3 separate regions of the Sus scrofa genome follow, and all the other regions are linked to region 3. The links are chromatin contacts, called in public Hi-C and promoter capture Hi-C maps. All regions are on one chromosome and are shown on one strand. Each heading gives the region's core, a stretch centred on a gene start, on an enhancer-like site or on the middle of the called end of the contact. The rest is flanking DNA. Distances are from core to core; before and after follow the strand shown. Region 1 holds the start of DKKL1 (dickkopf-like protein 1). Region 2 holds the start of TBC1D17 (TBC1 domain family member 17). Region 3 holds the start of RRAS (ras-related protein R-Ras).

Region 1 (4,025 bases), core at 1,413-3,912, 220 kb after region 3:
CCCTTTCCCGAAAGATACTGCAGCATGAGGGATCTTGGGGTGACTCCAAAAAGGACTTCCTGGCATAGACACCTTGTCAATCTGGAGGTGGCTGGAGAGAGTATTGTTCCCCAGCCTGCGCTCCTGGTTCTCTTCTTGGTGGTAGTTCCTGGGGAGGCCCCGGAAGTCCATTGGGGCAGAGAAGAAGCTGTCCATGCCCCGCAGAAGGTCATCCTGGGGCCGGAGGAGGAAATCGGTGAGCTGCTGGAACTCCAGACTCCCCAGGACATCTGCAGCCTTGTCAGAACCCCCTTCCCTCTCTGCCCTCTGACTCTCAGGGCTTAACCAGCTTACCTCCTGCCCCCATCTGTCCCATTACTTTCCTATTCCTGCCCCCTCATTTGTCTTCTGTCTCTCTGTCCCCATTCCCCTCTCCTCTTGTCTCTCTCTCTCTTTCTCTGCTTGTCTCCCTCCCTTTTTTCCTCTCGGCCTCCCAGTCACTCGCTGTCTTTTGACGCGTTCTCTTCCTATCTATCTTTCTACCTGGCCGTGACCCATCTCCCTACTCTGTTTCCCTGAACCCCTTCCAGCCCTCGGTCACCATCTGCCCCTGTCCTTCTCTGCTTTTCTTCCCCCGCGTCCATGCCATCGCTCACTTTCAGAAAAAGCCGGGTGAAGCCTTGGAGTAGACTGCGGAGGCCTAGAAAACCCGAGGAGCTCTCCTGGGCGTCACCATCGCGGATCGGGGCTGCAGTGGAGGCGGGCAACGAGGCAGAAGGGAGCAGCAGCAGCAGGACCAGCGGGTGCCACATGGCGGGGCGGGCCGGGAGCCTGTGGCAAGCTCAGGGGTCAGAGCCCCTCCATCCCCGATCAAGGCCCCGCCCCCTAAGCGCCCAAACCCTCGCCCTAGAGGACGACCCCTTCCGGGCCCAGGAACTCCTCATACCCCGCCCATTTGCCCCCTCCTCTTACCTTCCACTCCAACCCCCTCCATGAGTCAGGCCCCGCCCCCCCTCCCAGGACCGCCTGATACTGGGATCTCAATCCTCTCCTTCGCCAGCGTTCATATCCACATCTCTTTCATATCCTGGTCTCATTCCTCCTCACCTTCTCCCACGCCCCGCCCCTTCTTCTGGGCGCCGCCTTTATACTACACCACAGCCTGGTCCACCGGACTCTCAGGCTCCCGCAGTCCAAGGACTGTTATATCTAAACAGTTCTGGTCTCGAGCCTAGGCCGGATTACCTGGGGCGTTGGGTGAGCTCCGCGAGCCCTGGACTCGGCCCTATTTGCTTGACCACGCCCCCATCTGCTGACCTCACCCAGGAGCCGGGCCCTCTATTGGATAGTCACGCCCTTAAGGGAAGAGCCACGCCCTTAAGGGAAGAGCCACACCCTTTAAGCCAAAGCCCAGCGTACTTTTCAAGCACACACCCCCATAGTCAGACCACGCCCCTGTCCGTTGACCTTGGCCTTGGAGACCCAGTGTTGCCCGCATTCTCCGATCGTGCCCATCTTGCCGCAGTCTTGCTCCAATTGCAGATGGCCCCGCCCCTGACTTAGAGCCACGCCCGCACACCTAGGCCCCACCTAAGAGCCCCAGATCTTGCCCCTAGTGCCCTCAGTTCCACTAGTCTGCTGATGAAATGCCCTACTCTGAACAGTCCTTCTGATTCGTCCACTGCTTAATTTTCTTTTTATCTGTCTGAGTTTCTCCACATCCCTTCCCATCTTCTCCAGGTTTTGAAAGGATTAACGCGCTCAATAGAAGGCTATGTAGGGACGCTGAACACGGAGCCCTCTTGCTACCACTGAAAAGCTCCGCCCTCTCGGGAAACCCTAAATCCAGTCCCGAGTCCCATCTTCCAAGGAGCCCGGAATCCCGGCTCCCCTCTACCTCAGGACCTCAGAGTCTGGACCCCAGCCCCTCTAGTCCCGAATTTGAACACTTAATCCTCATCTTTAAGGAACCTTTTTTTTTTTTTTTTTAATTTTAAGTGGCATGTGTAAATTCTAGGACCAGGGATCGAACCAGAGCCGCCATAGCAGACAAGGCATGTAGTCAGCCACAGAGGAAGCCCAAAGGGCCTTTTTAAGGGACTCTTATCTCTCTCTTCAGGCACCGAGGCTCTCTCCTGGTCCTGGGACACCAAATACCTCTAGTCCACTATCGCGTGTCCATGAGAGTCTCCATCTCCGTGAACCTCTAATAAACTCCCAGTCGTCTTGCCTTCCACCCTTAACTCTCAGGAAGTCACAAGGAAAGCAATCAATGGGGGGGAAAAATCAATGGAAATCGATAAAAAAAAAATCCAGCCTTATACTTCAATCCTGAAAAATGCACTTGAGGGTTGAACAGGAAAGTTTCTTTTGTTTCTTTTTCCTATCAATCGTTCCCGCACACACACAGCTGGGTAAAGCCAGGTGTCCAGGCCTCCAGACCCTTCCTCTCTAGACCCAGGAATCTTGGCCCCCAGTCCCCCCTCCCTCAGATCCAGGTTTCCTGGCCCCCATCAATCCTCCCTCAGACCCCTGAATCCAGACGCCCAAGACCCCTCCTCTCTCAGGGATCCTTCTAAGCACCAGAATCTGGACGTTCTCACCAGGCCCCAGCTAGACTTCACCTTTTTTTGCCAAAGCAAAAATCTTCCCCTAAATTGTCACCGTCGGATCCCCCTTCCCGCTGTCCGGCGCCCGGACCCGCCCCCCCTCCGGTCCCTCCCACTTTTCCCAAACAAAGCTCCCGGGCAACTTTCTCCCTCGCAGCGCCCCGCCCGCCCGCGGCTCCCCAGCCCCAGGCCGGGAGGTAGGAAGGCGCCGGCGGGAGTCGGGGATTCTGCATTTGGGTGTGTGAGTTGGGGTGGGCAATTATGCGTTACGCTTTGAGGTGTTTGTGGGCCCATCTCTGAACTGCTGGCCGCCCTCTTCTTTACCGGGGGTGGGCCCGAGGGTGCGCTCGTGACCGAGGCTAAGTGTGGAGTTGGAACTTTCGCCACACTCGGGGTGTTTGCTGATGGGTCTGAGTTTGAGACTGTGCGCCTGGGAATGGGTGAGGGCTGGGGACTCTGGCGGGTGTGTGCGCCTGAGTGTGAGTGTCTGTGGAGGTGTCGGTTTCACGTGAGAAAGGACCCCGGGCTTGTTTCTGACCGAATTGGTTTGTGTGTGTCATTTGTGGGCGCCTGGTCCTCCTCGTGGAGAACGGAGGCCTCCTGGGTGGCCGAAGGTGGGCTACGGGGCTTTCTGGATCTTCAGTCTTGTCGCTTTGGAGGTTTGGGGCCTGGGGAGGGGAGTTAGGGGGGACTTTTCTGACTCGGCTCCTCCGTCCCTTTGTCTGGCCACATGGGGGAGAGCTGGGCTGGGGTTTTGGCCTACGGGGGTCCTGACCGCCGCAGCGCCACTGGGCTCGGCCTGGGGTCTTTGTCTATCTCGGCCGGGGCTCCGGGGTCCAAGGGAGGAGGGGGATGGGGGCCTGGACTCTGGGGTCCTGGGAAAGCTGTGGAAGACGTGGAGCCGCCAGGGAGGCGGGATCTGACTGTATTGGAAAAAGTTTTCCCCCCGTTCCCGGCCTCCGGAAAGTCACTGGGAACTTGAGTTGGATCTGAGCCCACAGTGCCGGGGGCGGGGGATGGGGGGGAGGGGAACGGGGGAAGGGGCGGGGCTGGGGCCGGAGGGGAGGTGCCCTCGCCGGCCAGCCCCTCCCCTGATGGGGGTTGTGGGAAACTGGGGGAGGGGACGCCTGGGCCCTTTGTTCTGGCGCTCCTGATGGCAGAGCGCCCCCGCCCCCCAGTCTGTGGTGCTGTGGGTCTTTCCTGGTCTTGGCTGGAGTTTCTTCCCTGAGTCTGTCCCTCTCTCTCTGGGTCTCTGTCCCCTACTCTCTGGGACTCTGTCCTCTCTCTCTCTCTCTCTGAGTCGCTGTTCCTCTCTCTCTGGATCGCCCCTCAGCCTTACTCGGGCCTGGGCCCCTCCTTCTTTTCTGGCAGCTGCTGCTCACATCCTAGCACCTGTTCTGGGGGAGGGACTGAGCAGATTTCACCCACACCCCCCCT
Region 2 (3,783 bases), core at 544-3,043, 210 kb before region 3:
GTACACGCCTCCCTTCTCAAACACCACCTGGAGATGGGGACTAGTGAAGGGCGGGGCCCAGGCGCGGGAAGACACCCCCCCTGAGGGCGGGGCCCAAAGGGGAGCCAATGGGAGAAGGCCAAGGGAGGAGCTATTCGCCAAGGGGCGGGCCCGGGGTACTATTACCTAGGTGATGGGATCTGGAGTGGAGAAGACTGAATACAGCCAGCCAGGCGTCAGGGGGGCTGGAAATGGGGGCGGGGGGCGGGGTAGTAGAGGAAGGAGTAGATCCAAAGTGGGCGGGGCTGGAAGAGGGTCTTGGCAGCTCAGTGGGCGGGGCTAAATGATATGTGTCTCCTTATGGCCTTGGAAAGAAGGGTGACAGTGCGTTTATTAAGGGAATGGTGTGTTTTGTTAAGGATGTGCCGGGCTCCCAGACCCCAGCAAAGCGTGAGAAGGAAGCGGACCACCGAAGGGGGGCGTTTCGCATCGACAGAAGCAAAAGAATGCGTCTTCAGTGCTTACCCTGTAACCGGCTCCCTCCATAGTCGCGGCCGAGGCCCTACTGCCCCGGCTCCCTCCTTTTCCGGGTCATCGTATTGTCACATCCGGATAGGAGACTCCCCTCAAGCCCAGAGAGTGGTAGCGGCTCTATCTGGTCTAGAACAGGAGTGGGTGTAACCATTTTTCAGAACAGGGTGGGTAGACTTGAACCACGAGGTTTCAAGTCACATGGCACAGACATGAAAGGTGGAGCGGCCAGCGAGAGTGCGCAGGCGCAGTGTTACAGTCCTTACCACGAAGTAAACAAGGGGGCGGGCCCAAGAACTCCACCCCCTCACTCAAGCTGGCTCGGAAAAACCTACTCCTTTTTCCATATTGTATACTGGCATCGAAGCCAAAATGATGCCATTTTGCTCGAGGGCACAGTCAGAGCCAGTTAGCTGCGGCCATGTTAATGTGGGGCAGTCCCGTCTCTCTGCGGGGCGCTACAGCAAGGTCCTGGAAGAGAGAAACGGCAAAGAAAAAGGTGAGAGAAGCCTGAAGGACTCGAGTAATTGGGATGAAACCGTCAGTATCCCCGAGAATGAAGCGTTTCCAGACAAAGTCCAGAATCACCATCGAGAGAAAGTGGCCTGAGCTGGGTAAACTGAAGCAAAAAAAGAAGCTGCCGTGTGGGGGTTTTGCACGTTTTGGTGCGGAAGGGGTTTAACCCAGAGAGGGTTTGTGTGCCGGGTACACTGCAGGCAAGTGAAGCCACGTTAGCGGCTCCGTTCTTAACAGGCATTGTTTTCTACCAGTACTTGTGGTCACTATGCACAAAGAACGTGAAGTTACTTGTATTAAGGTACCGTGGTTCCGTGTGAGCGTGTGCATTTGTCTCGTCCTTTTGGAGCAAATAGAAATGGTCTAAGAGTTCCCGTCGTGGCGCAGTGGTTAACGAATCCGACTAGGAACCATGGGGTTGCGGGTTCGATCTCTGCCCCTGCTCAGTGGGTTAACGATCCGGCGTTGCCATGAGCTGTGGTGTAGGTTGCAGACGCGGCTCGGATCCCGTGTTGCTGTGGCTCTGGTGTAGGCCAGCGGCTACAGCTCCGATTGGACCCCTAGCCTGGGAACCTCCATATGCCGCGGGAGCGGCCCAAGAAATAGCAAAAAGACCAAAAAAAAAAAATGGTCTAGGTTTGTTTCTGAGCAAACGGCGGCCTTTCTTTCACCATCTTTCACCTTGCAGTCGCCTTTGTCCCACTGTGATCCGGAGAAGCCCCGGTGGCCACCACCTTGATCTCATGCGGGTGGGATTTGGGAGGTGGAGTGTGCAGAGAAGAGGCGGGCCACGGAAGTGACGCAAGGCGCCGCCATGTCTTTTGAGGGCGGCGACGGCGCCAGGCCGGCCATGCTGGCTACGGGCACGTGAGTGGAGGCGGCGTTGTGAACTGCGGTGTGGGGAGGTTTTGGCCGTCCGGAGAGGGGCGTTGGGAGGGCGAGCAGGTCGCGGGAGGGGTACAGCCTGTGTAGATCAGAGGGCAGAGATCGCCCAGTGACCCTACGCTGAGCGTTGGAAAGGTGCCGCCCGTGTGAACCGTCGTGCTTGACCTGAGGCGAGGCTTAGACAGCCTTACTCCCCGGTCTCCAGAACCATTAGGATCCTCCCCTTGGCCGTGGACCACGTCCACAGGGTCGGGGGGTTACTCGGTGGGGCCTCGGGGCGCCCCTCACCCGTCTGAGGGCGGGACTTCCGGTCATGGCCCCTACCTGGGCGGGATTTCCTGTTTTCTTCCTAGAGAAGTGGGTCTTCCCTGGACCCCCGGGCGAAGAGGGGAGGTTTTCCAGCGGTAGGGAAAGACCCCAGGCATTCACCTGTTCCTGGCCACAGGTGCATCTTCGAGTTCCTTCCACCTTGGGGTGGGGAAAGGGTTACTTCCAGGTTGACAGGTGGTTGGAAGGGACTTCACTAGCATCCCTCATTCCTTGCAGGACTTTTCCTCTTTCCTCACTCCTGGTGTCAGCTTCCCCACCTCCTCACCTAACCCTAAAAGACCAAATACTTTACCTCTCTTTTGCCCTTTTTATGGGGGGTCAGGTCTCACTTCCCTCTCACGCTGATCTTAAACGCCTCCGTTTGGAGGGAGGAGGGTCTTCCACGTCGGAGCTCCGTGAAAGATACAGTACTTCCTGCAGAAGCTGTAGTGTTAAGTGACTCTCCCATTGGAGCCACTCTCCTTTTGAGTAACCCACTCCACAGAGCCCCCAGGCCTTGGCAGAGAGGTTGGTGGGATTCACCCTCCTCCTTGTATGGGCGCCTCCTCTTTGAGGTGTGTGTGGGACCCTTACGACCCCCCTTGCTACCACTGTTCTAAGGTCTAGGAGTTTGTTCTAAGAGATCTTGCCTAAGAGAGGAGTTTAATATTGGTGTCCCAAGGAAGTGAGAGCCTCAGATGCAGCACTCCCAGGCTGTGTGACCTTGGACCAGTCATTTCCCTGCCTCAGTTCCCACCATCAGGTGGGGATGTCCCAAGGAGCCGCTGTGGGATCCTGAGCGCCTCCCAGTTTGGGGTTTTTGAGTTGGGCAGACAGCAATTTCAGCCCTACTTTTGCCCTTTCTAGCTGTGTGCCTTCTGGCCAGTACCTTAATCTCTCTGAACCTCACTTTCCCATCTGGACTAGGAGATCATAAATCTTTCCTCATAAGGTTGGCAGGATGGCATTGGGAGTTCCTGTTGTGGCACAGTGAAAACGAATCCAACTAGGAACCATGAGGTTGCAGGTTCGATCCCTGGCCTCGCTCAGTGGGTTAAGGATCCTGCGTTGCTATGAGCTGTGGTGTAGGTCGCAGACGAGTCTCTGATCCCGAGTTGCTGTGGCTGTGGTGTAGGCCGGCAGCTATAGCTCCAATTCAACCCCTAGCCTGAGAACCTCCATATGCTGCGGGTGCAGCCTTAAAAAAAAAAAAAAAAAAAAAAAACAAGAACAGGCTCTGGTCCCAACTGACAGATCCAGGTCCCAGCTCTCCTTCTCTCTTGCCAAATGCCCTGTCAAGATATTGAATCTCCCTGGGCCTCAGTTTGCATCTGTAAAGTGGGGTGAGCAGAGCTCCTCCCTCATAGGGTCATGGGATGGGGGAGGCGGGGATGACCCCCTTGGGTCCCTGCCGGGCCTGTGGAAGGTGCAGTAGAACTTGCTCCAGGGCTGTCAGGGCTGGTGCTGGTCGCGCTCTCCCTGTGTGTCACTTCTGGCAAGGGCTTTGTGAACTTCGGTTGTCCTGTTTGTGAGGTTAACACCTCCCACCTTAGTGGGTCAGCT
Region 3 (3,580 bases), core at 658-3,157:
TGGACGCCCCTAGTCCTCTAGGAGACGCCCGGTCCATGCCCCCCGGCACCCCAGACCCGTCCCGGGGCCTCGAGAAGGCCCCCCGCTCGGCGCCAGGCTCCGCCGCCGCTACCGGGCCCAAGGCCGACCCGCTAAGCCCTCCAGGCCCCGCGGCGTGTCGGGAGGACCCCGGGACAAGTAGCGACCCGACTCCGCCCCGCCCACCCCGATAGGCCCGAGCCCCGCCGCTCGGACCGCCGCCGCCATCTTACCCCGCCGCTCGGGCTGCGGCTCCGGCCCCGGCGCGGGGCGGGGCGGGCTGGGGCGGGGCTCGCGAGCAAAGGGAGGAGAAAGGAGGAGCTAAAACGCCGCCGAGCTTGCCGGGACTTCAAGTACCGAGCACCGTGCCGTGAAGGCTGGTGGGAAGGCTTCGGACTCAGTTTCCCAGCAGTCAACGGGGCAGATGGGCCGGGTGCGCGCGACGTACGCCGGGAGACGTAGTCCGCGCGTCGCCTCCGCCGCGCGGGGACTGCGAGGGGATGAGGGGTGAAGTGGGCGGGGTTGCGGTAGCGCGCGATTAAGCCCCATAGTGCCCTGCACGCGCGCGGAAAGAGCAGCGGAAAAGGAAGTGCCGTAAAGAGCGCTCAGCCTGACAGGTGCAAGGGAGTTGTAGTTCCGCGGAGTGAGCCGTGGGGGGGGGGGAAGCAGGACTGGCTGGAAGTTGCCCCGCCCACATTCTGGGGATCCCAGAATCCTGATGCCCAAGTTCTCTCTAAATTTAGAACCAAGAAGCCCGGCCCTACAGCTTCCTCCTCATTTACAACAGAAAAATCCAAATCCGATTCCTCTCAGAGCCGAGGGGTCCGGACTCACATTTCCCTCAGAAGTCCGAGCCCTCCTTCCTCTTAGATCCAGGAGTCGGGCCTTCATGCCTCCCTCAGACCATTCCTGGTCTCAAACGCCTTACGCGAACACAGGGGTTCGGGTACCCCATTCCAATTCCCTCGGATCCAGAATATTGGGTCCCCCCGCTCCTTCAGCCCTCGGACCGATGAGTCCGGGCCCTCAGCAATCTAGAAGCAAGGACCTCCAGAACTCCTCCTTCCAGGACCCAGGAGTCCAAACCTCCAGTCACAATCTCTCCTTGCGACCCAGGGGTCTGGGTCCTGGGCTTTCTCCTCCTTCAAGACTCGGAAATCCTGACCCTAGACCCTTCATAACCCAGGCGTCCCCGCTTGGGCGAGCTGGCTCATGAATTAGGAATGCAGTGATCTCACGGCCCCTCCCTTCCCGGTTACCCGCTGGCCCCCCTCCAGGGCCCCATCTCCCCTCCCAGTCTGTCTTCCGCTAGGCTGGGACAGCGGGAACCGGAAGCCTGGGTCCCGTAGCGGGCGGAGCCTCCATCACCCAACCCAGATGCCAGAGTCGGGAGCTTGGCTTGGGTCCCAGGACAGAGGTTAATTTCCCCTCAGGACTCGCTCCTTCCTCAGAGCGCGCCTATATACGGCCGCGTGCGCAAGACTCAAGCCCCGCCTACTAGAACAAGGCCTCGGGGACGGTACCCTGAGAAGCTAGCTGCAACACAGGGTTTCTCATTTACATAGTCCCACCCCGAACGATTTTCCGGACCCGTCTACGAAGAGAATAAGAACTCTTATTAGCATGGCTCCGCCCCCCCGGCCCGCCAGCCGAGAGCGCGTGGCGCTGCTCGGGGTGAGCACAGTTCTCTCATTAGCATGTTCCCGCCCCATTCGGAATTCCCCTTCTCAGCGACAGCCGTACTCCTATCCGTATTAGCATAGCTCCTCCTTTTCCCAGGTCTTGCCTGCCTCTAAGTGTCCCAAGTAAGGAGCCCTTCTTGCTGGAGCTCATGTTTATGCAGTACCCTTATTAACGTGGTCCGCCCCTAGGCCCCGCCCGGTCCCCCCCCCCGCCCCAGGCGGTAGCGGCGGCAGCGGCAGCGACATGAGCAGCGGGGCGGCGTCCGGGACAGGGCGGGGGCGGCCCCGGGGCGGGGGGCCGGGACCCGGGGACCCCCCACCCAGCGAGACACACAAGCTGGTGGTCGTGGGCGGCGGCGGCGTGGGCAAGAGCGCGCTGACCATCCAGTTCATCCAGGTAGTGGACCTTCACCCCGGGGGGTGCCCCCGGGACCCACCCAGACCTGAGCCCTTGGCGGGATCCCCAAGACTCCGGCTTCCCCTCCATCCATCACTGAGACCCTCTTATGAGGCTTTCTAATCTTAAAAATGTCCCCTCAGATGTGACCCTGAGCCCCTCAGGGCCTCCACCCCCTACATGAGGGACCTTCCTCCTGTCCTTGTATCCTGAGACCCACCACCCCTACCCCAAGTATCCAAAGCCCCGCTCCTCTGCTGACCTGACCCTGGATGCCTCCTGGGAGCACCCTAAATCCAGAAGAGTCAACCCATTTAGACCCTAAGCATTCTCATGGGCCCCCACCCCGCTCGGGGCCACCTCCTCGCACCCTGAGCCCTACCTCTCCCAAATCCCTGACCTCAGCTTCCCCTCTGAGCCGCTCAGTAACTGGGAGAATGCCCTTGACATTACCCCAACCTGGCTGTTTAGCCCCTTCAGAGACCTCCACCAGAAAGTAGAAATTATGCCCAGACTTGGCCCCTGAGATCCATCTAGGACTCCATCCCACCCCTGTCCTCAGGGAGACCCCCTCAGACCCAAGAGACTGCAAAAAGATCCTGCCCCTTGGCCATTCCCACTAAGACTCCAAGTTCTGGGGATCCCCCATCCCACCAGATCCAGACCCCTACCCTTCCTCAAGGAAAACCATCCACTCCTCCGTCGTGAGTTTTCCTCCACTCTGATCTCCTGAGCCCCTCTCAGAAATTCTGGTTAGCCCCCAGATCATTTCCATGGAAGAAGCCCCCAGAGTCTTGACACCTCCAGAAAGACCTGCTCCTTTGGAGTTTCTCTGACCTCTTAAATGTATCTCCAGGTCTCTACGACTCTCTAGACATGTACTTATATTCTATGACAACCCTCCCCCATGCTCTCCAGCCCCCAGTTCGCCCACCTGAGCTTCTCCCGGTTTACTCTGCAGACACACCCCTAAACCCCCCAGGGCCAGGCCCCTGCACTGCCCCTTACCAAGCACCCTCCACGACAGGCAGGATGCAGCCTTCGGACCCCCAGCAGCTGCCAGATCACCCCTTCTCTTCTGAAAATCCACCCTTGCCCAGGAAACTTCCACCCCTTTCCCCAGGGGAAACTCTCCCACCTGGGAGAAACCCTAGAAAGGTGTCTGCTCCAGGGATGCCACCCCTGAGGTCCCTGGGCCCCAGACCCCTGAAGAGACCCCAGACAGCGCGTGCATGGGAGCTCCTGTCTGGGTAGAGAAAGGCCCCAAGCCCTGGGCCCCTTGCACCCAGGGGCAGACCCAAAGCTGGCCCAGGGCCTGGATGGAGGCGGCCGGGACCCAGGCAGGAAGGGAGGGGCCCCGCCTGCGGGCGGGGCAGCGTCTCAGCAGCCGGATTGGAACCGGGATCTTCCCCTGGGAGGAGACACTGGAAGCTGCCCAGGGGGAGGGGGAGAGGGAGGAGGAGGAGGAGGAAGAAAAAAAGAG

What was found. Promoter capture Hi-C pulls out the DNA fragments that hold promoters and counts their contacts. A called contact is a pair of places that touch in the nucleus more often than the background predicts.
Region 1: a promoter capture Hi-C map of skeletal muscle shows a contact between it and region 3, with 6 times the contacts expected there. The contact joins the promoter of DKKL1 here to the promoter of RRAS in region 3. A contact is called at or near these places in 1 of 5 promoter capture datasets (skeletal muscle), 1 of 47 Hi-C or Micro-C datasets (heart right ventricle) and 2 of 2 datasets of contacts at active chromatin or transcription factors (alveolar macrophages and skeletal muscle).
Region 2: a contact with region 3 is called in a Hi-C map of skeletal muscle, with 4 times the contacts expected there. The contact joins the promoter of TBC1D17 here to the promoter of RRAS in region 3. A contact is called at or near these places in 1 of 47 Hi-C or Micro-C datasets (skeletal muscle) and 1 of 2 datasets of contacts at active chromatin or transcription factors (alveolar macrophages).

The regions. Positions count from the first base shown.
Region 1 is chr6:54,461,004-54,465,028 of Sscrofa11.1, reverse strand. DKKL1 (dickkopf-like protein 1) reads right to left here and starts at 2,662. Exons shown (of 5, transcript XM_021094734.1): 1 at 2,604-2,662; 2 at 636-810; 3 at 73-213. The coding sequence starts at 791. It overlaps TEAD2 (transcriptional enhancer factor TEF-4), which reads left to right and starts at 2,704. Exons shown (of 12, transcript XM_021094725.1): 1 at 2,704-2,785.
Region 2 is chr6:54,888,012-54,891,794 of Sscrofa11.1, reverse strand. TBC1D17 (TBC1 domain family member 17) reads right to left here and starts at 1,793. Exons shown (of 18, transcript XM_013998674.2): 1 at 1,708-1,793; 2 at 505-981; 3 at 1-27. The coding sequence starts at 525. AKT1S1 (proline-rich AKT1 substrate 1) reads left to right here and starts at 878. Exons shown (of 5, transcript XM_005664751.3): 1 at 878-1,009.
Region 3 is chr6:54,683,041-54,686,620 of Sscrofa11.1, reverse strand. It overlaps RRAS (ras-related protein R-Ras), which reads left to right and starts at 1,907. Exons shown (of 6, transcript XM_003355998.3): 1 at 1,907-2,097. The coding sequence starts at 1,945. It overlaps SCAF1 (splicing factor, arginine/serine-rich 19), which reads right to left and starts at 1,284. Exons shown (of 12, transcript XM_003127346.5): 1 at 853-1,284. The coding sequence starts at 909.